2 separate regions of the Mus musculus genome follow, and region 2 is linked to region 1. The links are chromatin contacts, called in public Hi-C maps. All regions are on one chromosome and are shown on one strand. The core of a region is the stretch at or near the end of the contact, and the rest is flanking DNA. Distances in the headings are between cores, read along the strand shown. Region 1 holds the start of Cabp4 (calcium binding protein 4). Region 2 holds the start of Taf6l (TATA-box binding protein associated factor 6 like).

Region 1 (3,846 bases), core at 208-2,707:
CAGTGATGGGTTGTAAAGTAATACAGAATAAACCCTTTTCTCTCCCAGTTCCTTTTGGTCATGGCGTTTATCACAGCAATAGAAAGCAAATCAGGATACGCACATCAGGGCAAATCCCATCCCCTGCTTAGAAACTGTAAAACTAAAGAAAGCCATTGCAGCAGAGCGCTCCATGGATAAACATGCTTGCCACCATGCCTAACGACCTGAGTTGAGTAGATCCCTGGAACTCCCATGATAGAAGCACTCACTCAAATGCATGCTGTGGCTCACACATCCCACCCCCACCCCCACTAATAATAACTACAAATAAAGGTAACTCAACGACGGCCCACCCACCCTCTAGGTAACCAGGCTGGCTCCCAACCCAATCACCCGGCAGGGCTCCATCACTGACTGCGCATCTTCACGTGCTGCGACACTTCTAGAAGCTCCATCTCCGTGGGCATGTAGCCCAGCGTCCGCATGCAGTCACCTAGCTCGCGGTAGCCGATGTAGCCGTCCTGGTCAGTGTCAAACTCCTCAAAGGCAGCCTGGAGCTCTGTCGGGGTTAGCAGCGGTCAGGCCAGGAGGCTGGACCCAGGTTACCTTCCACCTCCCAGCAACAGTGAGGGACACTCACCCTCCAACTCCTCAGGGCCCAGTTCACGATCCTGTATAGGAATAAGCCAACATGTCCCCATTTGCCACCGCTCCTCCAGCCTCTGCAAGTGCACTGGGCAGGGCTAGCTCCACCAAAGCAGCAGAAGAGAGTTGAAATCCTACAGACCCCAAAGCAGAGGACAACCTTCTCCCCATGCTTCTGAAGTTTCAAGTGAGTTTTCCTAGCTATCTGATGTGAGGTCTGCCTCTGTTTACTAAGCCAGCTGGCCTGAAGCCAGCCTTGTCCCTCACTGGCTCTCCTGGTCTAGGATACAAAAGGCCACAACTCTACCCTCACTTATATTTCCCAATCTGAGGCACAAGAAGGAGGCCTTGGCATGTAGGCGCAGGAAGGAATACAGATGAGAATTACCCTCAACCCCCCCACCCGGAGACCCCCCCCCCTGACCTTTCCAAACATGCGGTTGAGCAAGGGCCCATAAGTCCTTTGGGCAGCATCCTGCTGGGGGTCAGAACGGTGTCGATGGGAGTGTCGGTGAGACGCTGGCCTGGCGGGGGCTGAGGATGGTTCCTCCTGCCCCACTTTGGTCCTTGGGGGGTGCTTGCTGCTTCCTGAGGCCTCAGAGCCCTGGCTAGAGGACTGGTCCCCAGAACTGGCTTTCTGGGACCCTGGGTGCCAACTCTCCTTCTTGCTCCTTCTCCTGGTCAAGGCAGGGCCCTCAGCAGCACTCCTGGGAGATACAACTCCTTTAGGGATCTTCTGGGAGCCAGGAACCAGCTGTACATTGTGCTCTGTTGCCATGGAGAAGATAACAGGACTCAGTGATGTAGCTCCCTGGAGTGCCCTTGCTTCTCAGGGCCCAGAAAGCTGCTTATGGCCCCCTAGGCTTGAGTTCATCACCTGGGATCCACAGTGAGGCGGATTAGGGTAAATGAGTCAGGCAGTCAACCTAATCCCTGCCCTCTGCCCCAGGGTGGCCTGGCAGTACCAGATGGGTCTAGGAAACTTCTCAGGAGTAAAGGTGCCAGGGCACAGCAGCTTCAGAGGGCTCATGCTTAAGCTCAGCCATTTCTTGCCGAGGAGAAGCAGCCAGTTCATCATTCCAAGTCTCAGTTTCCCCATCTGTGAAATGGAGACACATTGCTGCATTTATCTCAGAGTGTACCATAGCTGCACTTTGTGTGGCCAAGAAGACTAGTGAAGGCCCCTTAGGCAGGAGGAGGCATACTGGAAAAGGCTGAGAATTGTCACTTTGAGTCCCTAATAGAGTAACATCCTGATTGGGATACAGGACATATGAAACGTTAAAAAAAGAGACCAGACCAGAGACCTTGGATGCTGATGGAGAACTGGAGATGGCACAGCCTGCCCTGGACTGGAGGAGCTCCTAGCAAAGGGTCTCCATTGTCTGACCTTGTTGGAATGGGGGGCCCTGGCTGGCAGCTTAAGCCCTATGGGGCCACGGTTAGGGTTTCCAGGAGAGCAGAGCCATGAATGATTGATGCTACCTCAGCTTGGGTTTCCTGCCTGTCTGCCTCCATATCGACACTGAGTGCCATGCGGCAAGCTCCACCGTGGGACTGGCTGGTGGCTGGACCTTGGGCAAGCGGGCAGCACCCTGTTCCTTCTACCTGGCCTGCACCTCCCAGGTAAGCCAGGCCCTGAGAAAGGGGCATCCAGACTCTGAGGCCATAGGGGCTGGAATTCATAGAGGAGACTCTGCCAAGAAAGGGGCTGAGGTGGGGAGCCATGGGCATGGTGGCTGCCACCACGGGTTCCAGACATGATCTAGCTGTGTTCCAGGAGCCAGTCCCTCTCCACCATCAGAGGGATGCCTTCTTCCCTCTGCCAGTTGTGTGAGGTAGAGTAAGGACAGCAGAAGGCACTGAGTGGCCCCTGGCCACCTCACTGTCATCATGCCACAAAGCCACTGCCTCCCCTATACAGAACCTCCTGGGACAGGCAGGGCCACCTTTGCTGAACTCTGAGGTGCTGGGAAGAAACAGGCAGCAGTGCAAGACACTGAAGTGCCACCAGCTGCTCCCAGGACCCTCCTAGCCACAGCCTGCCAGGGCCTGGAGGCTCAGCCCTCACCTGGTGTCTGCTAATGACACTTTTCTTCCTGGGATTTTAAACATTTGGAACGACAAAACATCAGGATCTTGTGAAGGGATGATCCTGTACTTTTCTTTCTTTCTCTTTTGGGATAATGGCTTGTGTATCCCAGGCTGACTTCAAACTCCCAAGAAGAAAAGTCTAGCCTTGAACTCTTGACCCCCTTACCCAGTTCTCCAATGCAGACATTGCAGGTGTGCACCAGCTGATGTTTTGTTTGAGAGAAGCTTTTAAAACTCTGTAGTGTAGGCTGACCTTGAACTCATGGCAGGTCCCCTGCTTCCACCTCCCCAGTACTGATATTACCAGCATCACTGCCTTTAAGAGGTTTTAAACTGTCTTGTGGAGCACTGGAGGTTGCTCCCACGGCTTGAACTCAGAGCACCACCTCTCCACTCACTCAGATGCTCCACTGTCGCTCTTTATCCTAGAGCAGGACGTACAGCTGAAGCTGGGCATGGCAGTGCACGCCTCATAATCCCACACTGTGGAAGCAGAGGCAGGAGGATCATTTAAATGTTAAGGTCTACCTGGTCTACATAGTGACAGCCTGTCCGAAAGAAACAAGAAGCAGGGGTCAGGAGATGTGGCGAAGTTGGTAGAATGCTTGCCAGGCATGCAAGAGGCCTTGGGTTCAATCCTCAGTACTGCATAAACTGAACATAGTGGTATGTGGCTGTAATCCAAGCACTTCGCAGGTAGATTCAGGAAGGTCAGGAGTTCGAGGTCATCCTCAGCTCTATAATGAGATGGAGGCCAGTTTGGGCTACATGAAATCTTGTTTCAAAAATTTTAAATCAGGGCTGGAGAGATAAGATGGTTCAACTGTTAAAACCATGCGTGCATCGTACAGAGGAGCCAGCAGTACTTACATGGTAGCTTTCACTGCCATTTAGCTCCAGTTCTAGGGGATCCAATGCCCCTTTCTGGACACCAGAGCACACTTGTGGCTGGCCTGGAAATTTCTGTGTAGACTAGGTTAGCCTCATACTCAGAGAGTCACCTGTTTCTGAGCCTCCTAAGTGTTGGGATTAAAGGCATTTGACACCATGCCTGGCCCCAGATAAATAAATCTAAAAAAAAAAAAAAAAAAAAAAGGTCAAAGCTGGTAGTGCAGGTTAGTAATC
Region 2 (3,678 bases), core at 629-3,128, 4.6 Mb after region 1:
TTTGTACTAAACAAAGATACTGGCCCATGATGGGCAGGCTATGCCTGTGCCTTTCCAGCATCTGTCTGCAAAACCTTATCTTCTTCTCTTGTGATCTAGACTTCCACCCACGGCCACCTCTATTTCCTTATTTCAGGCCATTCTGTTTCTTGTTTGACACTGTCCCTTCTTTGTTCTCTCCAAATCTCTTTGACTCAGTGACCCATCACCTACTACCTCCTTAGATCCCTGTTTGACTGTCAGGGAGGCCTTCCTGGGTTGTATAACTGTCCTTGTCAACTAGGAAGTGAGTTCAAGGTTACCCTAACAACTTAGACTATCTCAAAATAAAATGTAAAAAAAAAAGGCTGGAGCCCGGCAGTGGTAGCATGTACCTTTAATCCCAGCACTTGGGAGGCAGAGGCAGGTGGATCTCTGAGTTCAAGGCCAGCCTGGTCTACAGGGTGAGTTCCAGGACAGCCTGGGCTACACAGACAAACCCTGTCCTGAAAGAAAGAAAAAGTCTGGAGCTGCAGCTCAGCACCAGAGTTTTCCTAACACATGTGACACCTTAGCTTCGAACAGTCTGTAAGTACCCAACACAGCTCGTTACCATCAACTCCACTCTGTACAGGGATGCTGGGCATCAGCATGCAGCTCCCCAGTAACTGTAAGTTGCACAATAGACCAGGTCAGTACGCTCACCTTTGCATCCCAGGCCTCCAGCAGGGTCAGCACATACTATACCCTCATTAACACTTGCTGAAAAAAAAAAGGATAGCTGTTCCAGACAATGTTGTCTATTCAGTCCTAGAACTCACTCTCTAGACCCTGCTGACCTCCAATTCACAGAGATCTTTCTGCCTCTGCCCACCAACCCATCCCGGTGCTGTTATTAAGGACATGGGTCAATACTTCTGATTTATTCACTTTTATGTGCATTGGTGTTTTGCCTGCATGTATATGTCTGTGTGAGGGTGCCAGGTCCCTTGGAACTGGAGTTACAGACAGGTGTGACCTGCTATGTGGGTACTGAGAATTGAATCTGGGTCCTCCAAGGAGACTAGCCAACTGCTCAGCCATCTTTCCAGCACAGCTATTTTCTAAACACATAAATGCCCATGGCCCCCCCAGTTAGTAATATTGTATGAGATATATAATTGTACACATTTGTCCATTTCACAAAGCTGAGGAAGTCTTAGCTCAGAGAGATTACCTGAACTGTCCAAGACCAAACACTAAGCACCGGGTGATTAGACTGCTGGGTCTCAAACACTGTTGTAATTCGACTCAAGATAATATATTCATGAGCTGTAGGCTTGTGTTTGAACTAGGCCTGGCTTTGTAGCCCAAAGATTTGAAGTCCCATCACTAGACTCAGCACTGGATGAGTACGCTTCAGTTTCCCCATCTGTAAAATGGAACCATGCAGTGCTGCGCAAGTGGAAAGCTAGAAGGGAGTTTCTCTATTATGTAGCCCTGTCTTGATAGCTCACAAAATTCGGTCTGTGACCAAGGTCTCCCACTCTTTAGTCTCGTCCTGCCCACCCTCAGTTCCAAGTCCTCCTGACCAGGAGGCGTGGGAACCGATCTCCAAGGACTTCTACGTTGTGAATCCTCCCACCCACCTTCCTCCCTCCCAGCTCCAAAGGGTGCAGGGTCGAGTGGGGAGATCAGGGATTACAGAACTTGTGTCACGTGCTCGGTGAAGGGGGCGGGGTCCTGCGGGCTCCGTGGCTGGTGAGCAGAGCACCGCGGGAAGCGATCCCTGGATCGGGGCAGGACCTGCTCACCTGCAGACTCCGGGGTTGGGAGGGCGCCTGCTGGGGAGGGACGGCTGCTTCCACTCACCGGCTCACGGTAATTCCCTCTCTCCGCGCCCAGGCTCCGCCCTCCATATGCGGAGCCAATCGGTGGCCGTCTACTGAGTTTTCCGCCCACCAAAGAGGCATACCACCTCAAGATTGGCCAGTGTGTATGTGCGGGTAAAGCCACTAGGGCGACGTTGGTCACGTGAGTGGCGCTTCTTAAAGCAACAGCTCCTTTGGGTTAGCTAACAGGTGTGTGTTCCCTGGCTTACACTGAATTAGAGTTCACCGCATAAAACAAGCTGGTCTTGAACTAATAGGCCTTCCTTTGCTTCCAGGATGCTGGGATCAAAGGTGTGTGCTACCATACCGCTTTCTAGTTTCTGATCTTAAAAAAAAAATTTGAGCTGGTGAGATGGCTCAGTGGGCAAGAGCACCCCACTGCTCTTCTGAAGGTCAAGAGTTCAAATCCCAGCAACCAAATGGCGGCTCATAACCATCCGTAATGAGATCTGACTCTCTCTTCTGGAATGTCTGAGGACAGCTACAGTGTACTTATATATAATAAATAAATAAATCTTTTTTAAAAAAAAAGTTTAATTCTGTATGTGTGCTTGTACTTGCAAATAAGAGAACAACTTTTGAGGGCCAGGTAGTGGTGGAGCATGCCTTTAATCCCACAAAAAATACGGGGGGTGGGGGGGGGGAGAGGGCAACTTTGAGGAGTTGATGCTCCTGTAGGCACCAACAGTGGAACTCAGGTTGTTGGGCTTAAGCAACAAGCTCTTTTACTTGTCTTCACCACTTCACCAGTCCTGCATAAAGCTGGATACCGTTCACTTGGTAACATGCTTGTCTAGTACTTGCAGGACATGAACTAGCCAGCACTTGGGGGCTGAAAGTGGGAGGATAAGAAGTTCAGTATTATCCTTGACTAAATATCAAGATTAAGGCTAACCTTGGATATAGGAAACCCTAAGAAAGTAAAATTTATTTACTGTGGTTTAGGTGATCCAACCTACAGCTTTGCATTTGATAGACAAATGTTCTGCCACTGAGCTATATCCTCTATTTATTTTTTATTTTTAAACACACTGGTTGTATAAGGCAAGGTTATCTGGAGTCACAGAACGAATGGGTAGTCTCTATATAGTAAGGGAATTTGTTGATGATGTACACAGTCTGTTGTCCAACTCTCCAACAACGGTCAGCAGGAGCTGTGAATGGAAGTCCAAGAATCTAGCAGTTGCTTAATCCCACGAGGCAAGCAGAAGAAGAGAGAATTTTCCTTTTTCCAATGTCCTGATTGTAGGTCTCCAGCAGAAGGTGTGGCCCAGGTGTGCCAGCAAGTCTGGATCTGGGACTTGATTTGTCTCAGATGACCTTGCACTCAGAAATCTCCTTGCCTTAGTCTCCTGGGATTCATAGCCACTATGCCTCAAGATCTCCATGCCAAGAGCCAGGTCAGAAACTTGTATCTCCCAGCCTCAAGATCGGGATCACAGGTGAGCCTTCCAATTCTGGATTGTAGTTCATTCCAGATATAGTCAAGCTGACAACCAGGAATAGCCACTACACTGCTGTTTTGACTGTATGTATGTGTGAGGGTGTCAAATTCCCTGAACAGGAGCTACAGACAATTGTGAGCTGCCATGTGGGTGCTGGGAATTAAACCCTGATCTTTTGAAAGATCAGTAAGTGCTCTTAATCTCTGAGCCATCTCTCTACCCCTTAAAGAATAATTTTAATTATTTAATTTATTATTTTTAATTTTATTATTATTTTGTTTTTGTTTTTTTTCGAGACAGGGTTTCTCTGTGTAGCCCTGGCTGTCCTGGAACTCACTTTGTAGACCAGGCTGGCCTCGAACTCAGAAATCCGTCTGCCTCTG

The links. Hi-C and Micro-C count contacts between places; a contact is called where the count stands out from the background.
Region 2: a Hi-C map of B cells shows a contact between it and region 1, with 6 read pairs. A contact is called at or near these places in 1 of 39 promoter capture datasets (pre-B cells) and 1 of 484 Hi-C or Micro-C datasets (B cells).

The regions. Positions count from the first base shown.
Region 1 is chr19:4,138,152-4,141,997 of GRCm38.p6, forward strand. Cabp4 (calcium binding protein 4) reads right to left here and starts at 1,458. Exons shown (of 6, transcript NM_144532.2): 1 at 1,052-1,458; 2 at 623-653; 3 at 398-541. The coding sequence starts at 1,405. Gpr152 (G protein-coupled receptor 152) reads left to right here and starts at 1,648. Exons shown (of 2, transcript NM_206973.2): 1 at 1,648-2,253.
Region 2 is chr19:8,784,438-8,788,115 of GRCm38.p6, forward strand. Taf6l (TATA-box binding protein associated factor 6 like) reads right to left here and starts at 1,879. Exons shown (of 12, transcript NM_146092.2): 1 at 1,773-1,879; 2 at 685-741. The coding sequence starts at 692.